Regions from separate parts of the Sus scrofa genome. Here region 2 is linked to region 1. Evidence: chromatin contacts called from public Hi-C data. All regions are on one chromosome and are shown on one strand. The core of a region is the stretch at or near the end of the contact, and the rest is flanking DNA. Distances in the headings are between cores, read along the strand shown. Region 1 has its middle 4.6 kb from the start of TRNAT-UGU. Region 2 holds the start of PNP (purine nucleoside phosphorylase).

Region 1 (3,906 bases), core at 702-3,201:
TTTAAAACATTTGCATAATCACAGTAAGATCCTTCTTAACTTAAAATATGCACAGCCTAGGAGTTCCCACCGTGGCTCAGTGATTAACAAATCTGACAAAGAACTATGAGGTTGCCAGTTTGATCCCTGGCCTCGCTCCTTGGGTCAAGGATCTGGTGTTGCTGAGAGCTGTGGTGTAGGTTGCAGACGTGGCTCGGGTCCCATGTAGCTGTGGCTGTCGGGTAGACCAGCGGCTACAGCTCCGATTAGACCCCTAGCCTGGGAACCTCCACAGGCCACCGGAGTGGCCAAAGAAAAGGAAAAAAAAAAAAAAAAAAAAAAAGCACAGTCTAAAAGCTGAGAGTTTAGTTTCATTAGGGTCAAAATAAGGACTACAGTTAAGTTTTACTGGGGGGCAAAATGAAGATTATAGCTCTGAAATACCAATCCAAAGAGGTAGGGGGGAATGTCATTACATATGTGATTTTGTGCCGGGGGCGGGGGGTGGGGTGGTGGGGTGGAATGTATCCATGCAGTCAAGCACACATTTTTTACAGAAGGTTACTGTTAATCCCGTGAAAGTTGCTGCCAGTCATGAGGAGCAGATGGCACCATTTTAATATTTTAGTGCTTTTCTAGATACAAGGAAATGCAAGAATTGGACACATAAAGTCTTCTCCTGAAAATATCTATCTGAAGACCTGTTCTGCCAGTTTTCCCAGAGCACAAAGTGATTCACTTCTGATTTCCACCCTGAGCTCCTTTCAGGGGGTGTTGAAGATCAGTGACTGTAGTGGTTAGTGACTTAATCCTCATAGAGGCAGATAGCAAGTGCCTATCTCCAGTTGGGACTATTTATCTGTTCTTTATCTGTTTGTTTCATTATTCCCTCTTAACCAAGAATTCCAAGAGCAGAGACCTGGTTGAGACCAAAAACAAACAAAAAAAAGTATTTGGGCTTTGTTAGGACTGCAGCTAGGAAGTACAAATCTTTTTTTTTTTTTTTTCTTCACTGTTGAAATCAGTGACATTTCTTTTTCTATTATTACTCAAATGAATTTATCACATCTGTAGTTGTATAATGATCATAACAATCCAATATCACAGGATTTCCATCCCATAGCCCAGGCACATCCCCCCACCCCCCAAACTGTCTCCTTCAGAGACCATAAGTTTTTCAATGTCTGTGAGTTGGCATCTGTTCTACAAAGAAGTTCATTCTATCTTTTTTTCAGATTCCACATGTCAGTGAAAGCATTTGATGTTGGTGTCTCACTGTGTGGCTGACTTCACCTAGCATGATAATTTCTAGGTCCATCCATGTTGCTAAAAATGCCAGTATTTTTTCCTTTTAATGGCTGAGTAATATTCCATTGTGTATATGTACCACCTCTTCTTGATCCACTCCTCTGTTGATGGACATTTAGGTTGTTTCCATGTCTTGGCTATTGCAAACAGTGCTGCAATGAACATCGGAGTACATGTGTCTTTGCGAGTCATGGTTTTCTCTGGATAGATGCCCAGGAGTGGGATTGCTGGATCCAATGGTAGTTCTATGTTTAGTTTTCTGAGGACTCTCTGTATCGTTTTCCACAGTGGTTGCACCAATTTACAATGCCACCAACAGTGTACTAGGGTTCCTTTTTCTCCACACCTTCTCCAGCACTTATTGTTTGTAGACTTTTGGATGATGGCCATTCTGGCTGGTGTAAGGTGGTACCTCATCGTGGTTTTGATTTGCATTTCTCTAATAATGAGTGATGTTGAACATCTTTTCATGTGTTTTTTGGCCATCTGTATGTTTTCTTTGGAGGAAGTAAAAATCTAAGGAAGCACTTGAATTGTGTTCAGTTGGATTACAAAATGAGGGAAGTTGATAAAAGCAAAAAATGGTGAAGTTACATAAATTGGCAAGAATTAGAAGTAAGAGTGCTTATTAAGCAAGGATTGGTTGGGGTTTGAGATGATTACATAGTTATGAAATGGGGAGGGGCTAGGCATTTTGAAAGTACAAGATTGCAGCTAGCAACTGCTAGCAGATACTATTTTCAAAATGATTGGTAATATCCTTGAGTTTGATGGAGTTCAGAAAGTTCAAGTTCTCAGTGATTTGGGAATGTGTCTGAAACCACATCCACATTGGGCACCTAGCTCATTTGGATGCCTGAGCCATAGTCACTCCATTTTGATTTTTAAGTGATCTTAAGTATGTCATCATTTTTCTTTTCTGCCTTTCTTTGTATTAAACAAGCACTTGTATCATTTTGTTTATCTCCTCCATTTTGTTTTACTTTTAATTCTTTAAGTTCTTAATCTTAAATTTATAAAATGCATCATTTTCTTATTATAGTCTTCCTGAAATGAAAATTTTTTATCTTATCCCAGACAATTCAAGAAACTTACATTGTAAGAAACATATAGCAGATGGACAATTTTCTTTTTTTTTTTTTTAATTTTTAAATTTTTATTTATTTATTTATTTTTGTCTTTTGTTGTTGTTGTTGTTGCTATTTCTTGGGCCGCTCCCGTGGCATATGGAGGTTCCCAGGCTAGGGGTCTAATCGGAGCTGTAGCCACCGGCCTACGCCAGAGCCACAGCAATGCGGGATCCGAGCCGCGTCTGCAACCTACACCACAGCTCACGGCAACGCTGGATCGTTAACCCACTGAGCAAGGCAGGGACGAACCCGCAACCTCATGGTTCCTAGTCGGATTCGTTAACCACTGCGCCACGACGGGAACTCCCAATTTTCTTTTTTTTAAAGATTGAATAATATTTCATTGTATACATGTATATGACATTTTCTTTATCCATTCATCCATCAATGAATATTTATATTGTTTACATATCTTGACTACTGTGAATAATTCTACAATAAACAGGAATGCAAATATCTCTTTGAGATACTGATATCATTTCTTTTGGATATAAAACCAGAAGTGGAATTGCAGGATCATAAGGTAGGGTTTTTTGAAATTTTTTCGGTAACCTCCATACTGTTTCTACAAGGGCTGTACCAATTCACATTCCAAAGTACACGATGGTTTCCTGGAGTCCACATCCTCACCAACACTTGCTATCTTTTGTCTTTTTGATAATAGCCATTCTAGCAGGTGTAAGGTGATATTGTATTTTGATTTGCATTTCCCTGATGATTAGTGATGTTATTGCCTTCTCATATATCTGTTGGACATTTGTGTGTCTTATTTTAAGAAATGTCACCTCAGGTCCTTTGCTCATTTTTAAATTGGTCATTTAGTTTTTTGCTATTGAATTATATGAGTTTTTATTTTATTTTATTTTTTTGCTTTTTTAGGGCCACACCCGTGGCATATGGAAGGTCTCAGGCTAGGGTCAAATCGGAGATACAGCTGCCGGCTACACCACAACCACAACAACCCAGGATCCTAGCCGCATCTGCGACCTACACCACAGATCACAGCAACGCTGGTCCTTAACCCACTGATCCAGATCAGGGATGGAACCTGCAACCTCATTGTTCTAGTCTGATTCGTTTCCCCTGTGCCACGCCAGGAACTCCGAGTTCTTGAAATATGTTTTAAATATTAATCCCTTAGTAGATATATGGCTTACTAATATTTTCCTCCATTTAGTAGAAAATATTCACTCTATTGACTGTTTCTTTTGATGTACAGAAATTTTTTAATTTGATGCAATCCCGCTTGCTTTTGTTGCCTGTGCTTTTGGTGTCATATGCAAAAAAAAAAATCATTGCTCAAACCAATGTTGAAAGCCTTTCCCTCCATGTTTTCTTCTGGTTTTATAGTTTTAAGTCTAACATTTATGGTTTTTGAGTCTAATATTTAGGTGATTCTTTTTTTTTTTTTTTTTTGTCTATTTAGGGCTGCACCCTGAGGCATATGGAGGTCCCCAGGCTAGGGGTCGAATTGGAGCTGCAGCCGCCG
Region 2 (3,710 bases), core at 964-3,463, 180 kb before region 1:
AAAAAAAAAAAAAAAAAAAAAGATACTTTGCCCCCCAGCCCTTCCCCAGAGAACCCTTAAGGAAGAACACCACTTAAACTTCAGAGGTAGCTAACTTCCCTTTAACCCTAGGATAATTCACCCAGTCTCTGAGACTCTTCGACTTCCTGAAGCACACCACTTTTATCCTAATCTTTTTATTGAAAGATGAGAAAGATGGCTGCCACAGACTATTGCTTTTTTTTTTTTTTTTTTTTTTTTTCCCGATTTTTTAGGGCTGCACTTGCAACACATTGAAGTTCCCAGGCTAGGGGTACAATCAGAGGTACAGCTGCTGGCCTCTGCCACAGCCACAGCCATGCCAAATCCAGGCTGAATCTGTGACCTACACCACAGCTCACAGCAACACTGGATCCTTGACCTACTGATCGAGGCCAGGGATTGAAGCCACATCTTCATGGATGCTAGTCAGGTTTGTTAATCATGGAGCCACGAAGGGAACTCTCAGATGCTACATTCTAGAGGGACAACAGTCCTTAGCTTTTTCTCCATCTAAATAAAAACCAGGCTCCCTCACCTTTATGTTCTCTATAAACTTTCATCCATTTTTGGCTTTCCAATTTTCCCCACTGATGCCCTTCCCCAAACTACGCCTCTCACCAGTAAGGCCGAGGGCAGGCAATCCGCTGGGAAGTCACTTTGCAGATAAGGAGACAGTTGCAGGGGCAACGAACATATTTTTTCCCAGGGGGTGCATTCTTGATTGGCTAGAGAATAATGGGGACATCGGTAAGCAAACTTCTAATCCCAATCCCTTCCAGTTCTTTCAAAAACACCTTCTGAGAAAAGATCAGAGAGATAAAGTCTTAGCCAGGACAGACAAATGAAAAGCATATAACATGAGATGTGCAAATGAAAACTAGGCTTAAGTATCCAGGATAGGTATGAAGGTGAGGGATGGCCAACATTAGCTTTAGTGAGTGGCTTCTGGGGAAATGGCTGTTTGAGACTCCTGGAACTGAAACCTGGGTTTCATGAAAGCACTTGGCTAACGCCTGAATGTCAGGGTCTAGAATCAAGGGATCAGAAAGAGGATCCAAGAAACAGGGCCCATTTCACAGGTATGTATAACTCACAGTGGCTTCATTGCAGACGCCACATTTGACTACATGCTGATGCATCTTGCCTTCCACGTTGATGAGAGACTGGCAGACTCGGCAGGTGATCATGGGAGCACTCCCACTGTCCGGGCTGGTCAGAGGTGAATAGGGGGGTGGGTCCTCCCCAGGCAACACAGCTGGGTGTCCCTCGGGGAACGGGGGAAATGCTGGAGAGGAAGTAAAAAGATGGGCTGGCATCACTTGCAGACATCCCCACGAGGTAAGGCAACTCATTCTGGTCCTCAACCCTTCTGACCAAGCTCAGCGGGATTCTCATAATCAGTGCTTCGATCACATCCCTCAGAACCCCCTTCGGTTCCTAAGGTCCGGTAGCGATTGCGGAGAAAGGAAACCTCATCCGGTCACAGGTGCAACAGCTCCGCACCTGGCGCTTGGGCCCCGCCTCCGCCCTCGGACCCGCCCCCTCCGCCTCTCCGTAGAGTACCCCCGGGAACACCTCGGACCTGCCCCAGCTTACCCTGGGGCGGGGCATGTTTACCCGCTCCGTACGGTGGTGCGGAGGGGGTCAGGCCTCCCCCAGGCCCAGCCCCACTCCCGCCCGGCCCTACTAGTCCGTTGCCGCCGGCGCCACCATCGATAGGCTCGGAGAGCAGCGGGGATCGCTCTCCATCTGCAGCCATGGCCGCCACCGCCGTCTCCCGCTTCGGCCAGGGATCTGGCTCCCTTCGCCGCTGCTGTAGCCGCAGCCACCGCCGCCGCCGCTACCGGGTCCCCAGGGCGCCTGCGCGCCGCGCGCCCCGCTCGCCCCGCAACCAGTGGCCTGCCCCGCCCCGCTCCGCCCCGCCGCACGTGATAGGCTATGCCCGCCCCCGCCGTGCTGTTATTTGCGGAGATAAACCAATTTCTGGTCCGGCGAAGGCAGCTCTTATTTTCCATTGGGCAGCATCGCGCCAACATCAACTGTCACATGACCTTCAGGAAGCAGCTAGGCCAGCAAAAACTGCACGTGACGAGAAGTTCTTCAAGCCATTGGAAGCATGGCCCATCGCGCTACCTCCAGACCAGGAGGTGGAGCAGGACTGCTGCTTCTCCGTGGTCACGTGTTTCAGAAAGCCGCCCATCCCGGTGTTAGTCGCCCAGTGGGGGCAGACAATCATTGCTCCGAATCCGTCCAAAGATATCACTAAAAAACTTTTCTCCTTGTCGCGGTTATAATTGGCCTCTCATTGGCTTAAGGCTTCCCTTCCCTGGCCCTGCGATCCTTGGGGCGCAACTTTACTGCCCCGAACTTGGCGCCGGAACCCGGGGGCGTGGCTCAAAAAGCAGCAATGAAAGAGTGCGGGAGTTTGGACTCTTCTAAGCACCAGCAGGAGGAACGGTAGGCAACAGTTAGCCACTCTATTCAAAGGAATACCGGTAAAAAGTCAGTGGAGATGTGTAAAAAAGCAGTGGATTAAAATGTTAAGATTGTCACTCCAGCCTTTCTCGCTGGAGTCACAGAACACAGGACTGGCTTTCCCAGGAAGCTGCCTTGCAGACTCCACCCTCCCTTCGTCCCTGATTAAATTACGAAATTATATGAGCCTGTCTATCACTACAATTATCTCATCGTTTATTTTGTGACGCCCAGTTCTAGACATATGCGTGGTAAGAGTTTTTTGACAATCAATTCCAAGGATGTTTTGGTCACTTTGTTTTGTGATATGAGAGTCTTTAGACTTGTCTCAGCTTTGCCCCCAGCCGCGAGGCAGCTAGTGGAGGTTATTCTGACAGGTAATGGAAAAGATCTTAAGCAGTTCAAACATTTAAACATCCAGCTAACCCACCTACCCACTCTCCTGTTCATCTATATTCATCTATATTCAAGTTGCATAGCAGATAAGACTACTTTTCAAATCAATCAAGGTGCTCTACTAAATGGGTACTCAGAGATGAAATGTGCAGGATCCCCTCCCACAGCTGAAAGGAACTTTTTTATTATTTCAGGATAGAGCAGGAAAGATGACAAAGTTAGGCAATGATTTGGAAGGATTTCCCTAGTCATGTAAGTGTAGGATGAGCAAACTATTATTCTGGAATTAATGGTGGATGATAGAGTAAAAGTGAGTCACCTTAAAGATATCTCTGTCTTTCCAGTGTTACTAGAGTAATTTCCTTTAGTTAAGCAGTTTCAGGAATGGAAGGGCCTCATTGTCACAGAAGGGAGCACACAGAGGTGCAGCTCATGCTTTTGGGAAATACCTGATTTCTACAAATGGGAACATTTTAGCTCAGGTCTATTAAATGTAGAGACACCTTGATGGAGAATAATGCTGAAATGGCTGCCTTTTTCTAAAGAACTCCTAGAAACCAAAGCAGAACCCTAAGGGTCTATCAGTAACCTCTGAGCCCAATCTTTGGGTGCCAGCTCCTTCTTCAGCCTCATGTGATCTTTATAGGAGCTTGAACCACATTTGAGTTGTCCCCATATTATAGCCCAAATTGTGACTTCTACATCTGGGAGGCAACAGGAATTGAAAAAACAGGGTGTTCCCATCGTGGCACAGAGGAAACGAATCCTACTAGGAACCAAGAGGTTGCGGGGTCAATCCCTGGCCTTGCTCAGTGGGT

What was found. A called contact is a pair of places that touch in the nucleus more often than the background predicts.
Region 2: a Hi-C map of alveolar macrophages shows a contact between it and region 1, with 1.8 times the contacts expected there. The contact joins the promoter of PNP here to the enhancer-like site in region 1. A contact is called at or near these places in 2 of 5 promoter capture datasets (fetal liver and liver), 11 of 47 Hi-C or Micro-C datasets (alveolar macrophages, brain, embryonic fibroblasts and 6 more) and 2 of 2 datasets of contacts at active chromatin or transcription factors (alveolar macrophages and skeletal muscle).

Annotation. Positions count from the first base shown.
Region 1 is chr7:78,267,791-78,271,696 of Sscrofa11.1, reverse strand. No RefSeq gene overlaps it. Among named protein-coding and RNA genes, the nearest start is that of TRNAT-UGU, 4.6 kb to the right of the region's middle. Within about 2 kb of position 1,951, at least 4 of the 83 cell types and tissues checked have an H3K27ac peak or open chromatin away from gene starts, as enhancers often do. A contact at or near this core is called in alveolar macrophages, where this site is marked.
Region 2 is chr7:78,445,532-78,449,241 of Sscrofa11.1, reverse strand. PNP (purine nucleoside phosphorylase) reads left to right here and starts at 2,213. Exons shown (of 6, transcript XM_013989064.2): 1 at 2,213-2,478. The coding sequence starts at 2,429. It overlaps TMEM55B (type 1 phosphatidylinositol 4,5-bisphosphate 4-phosphatase), which reads right to left and starts at 1,919. Exons shown (of 7, transcript XM_003356721.5): 1 at 1,639-1,919; 2 at 1,116-1,306; 3 at 640-746. The coding sequence starts at 1,780.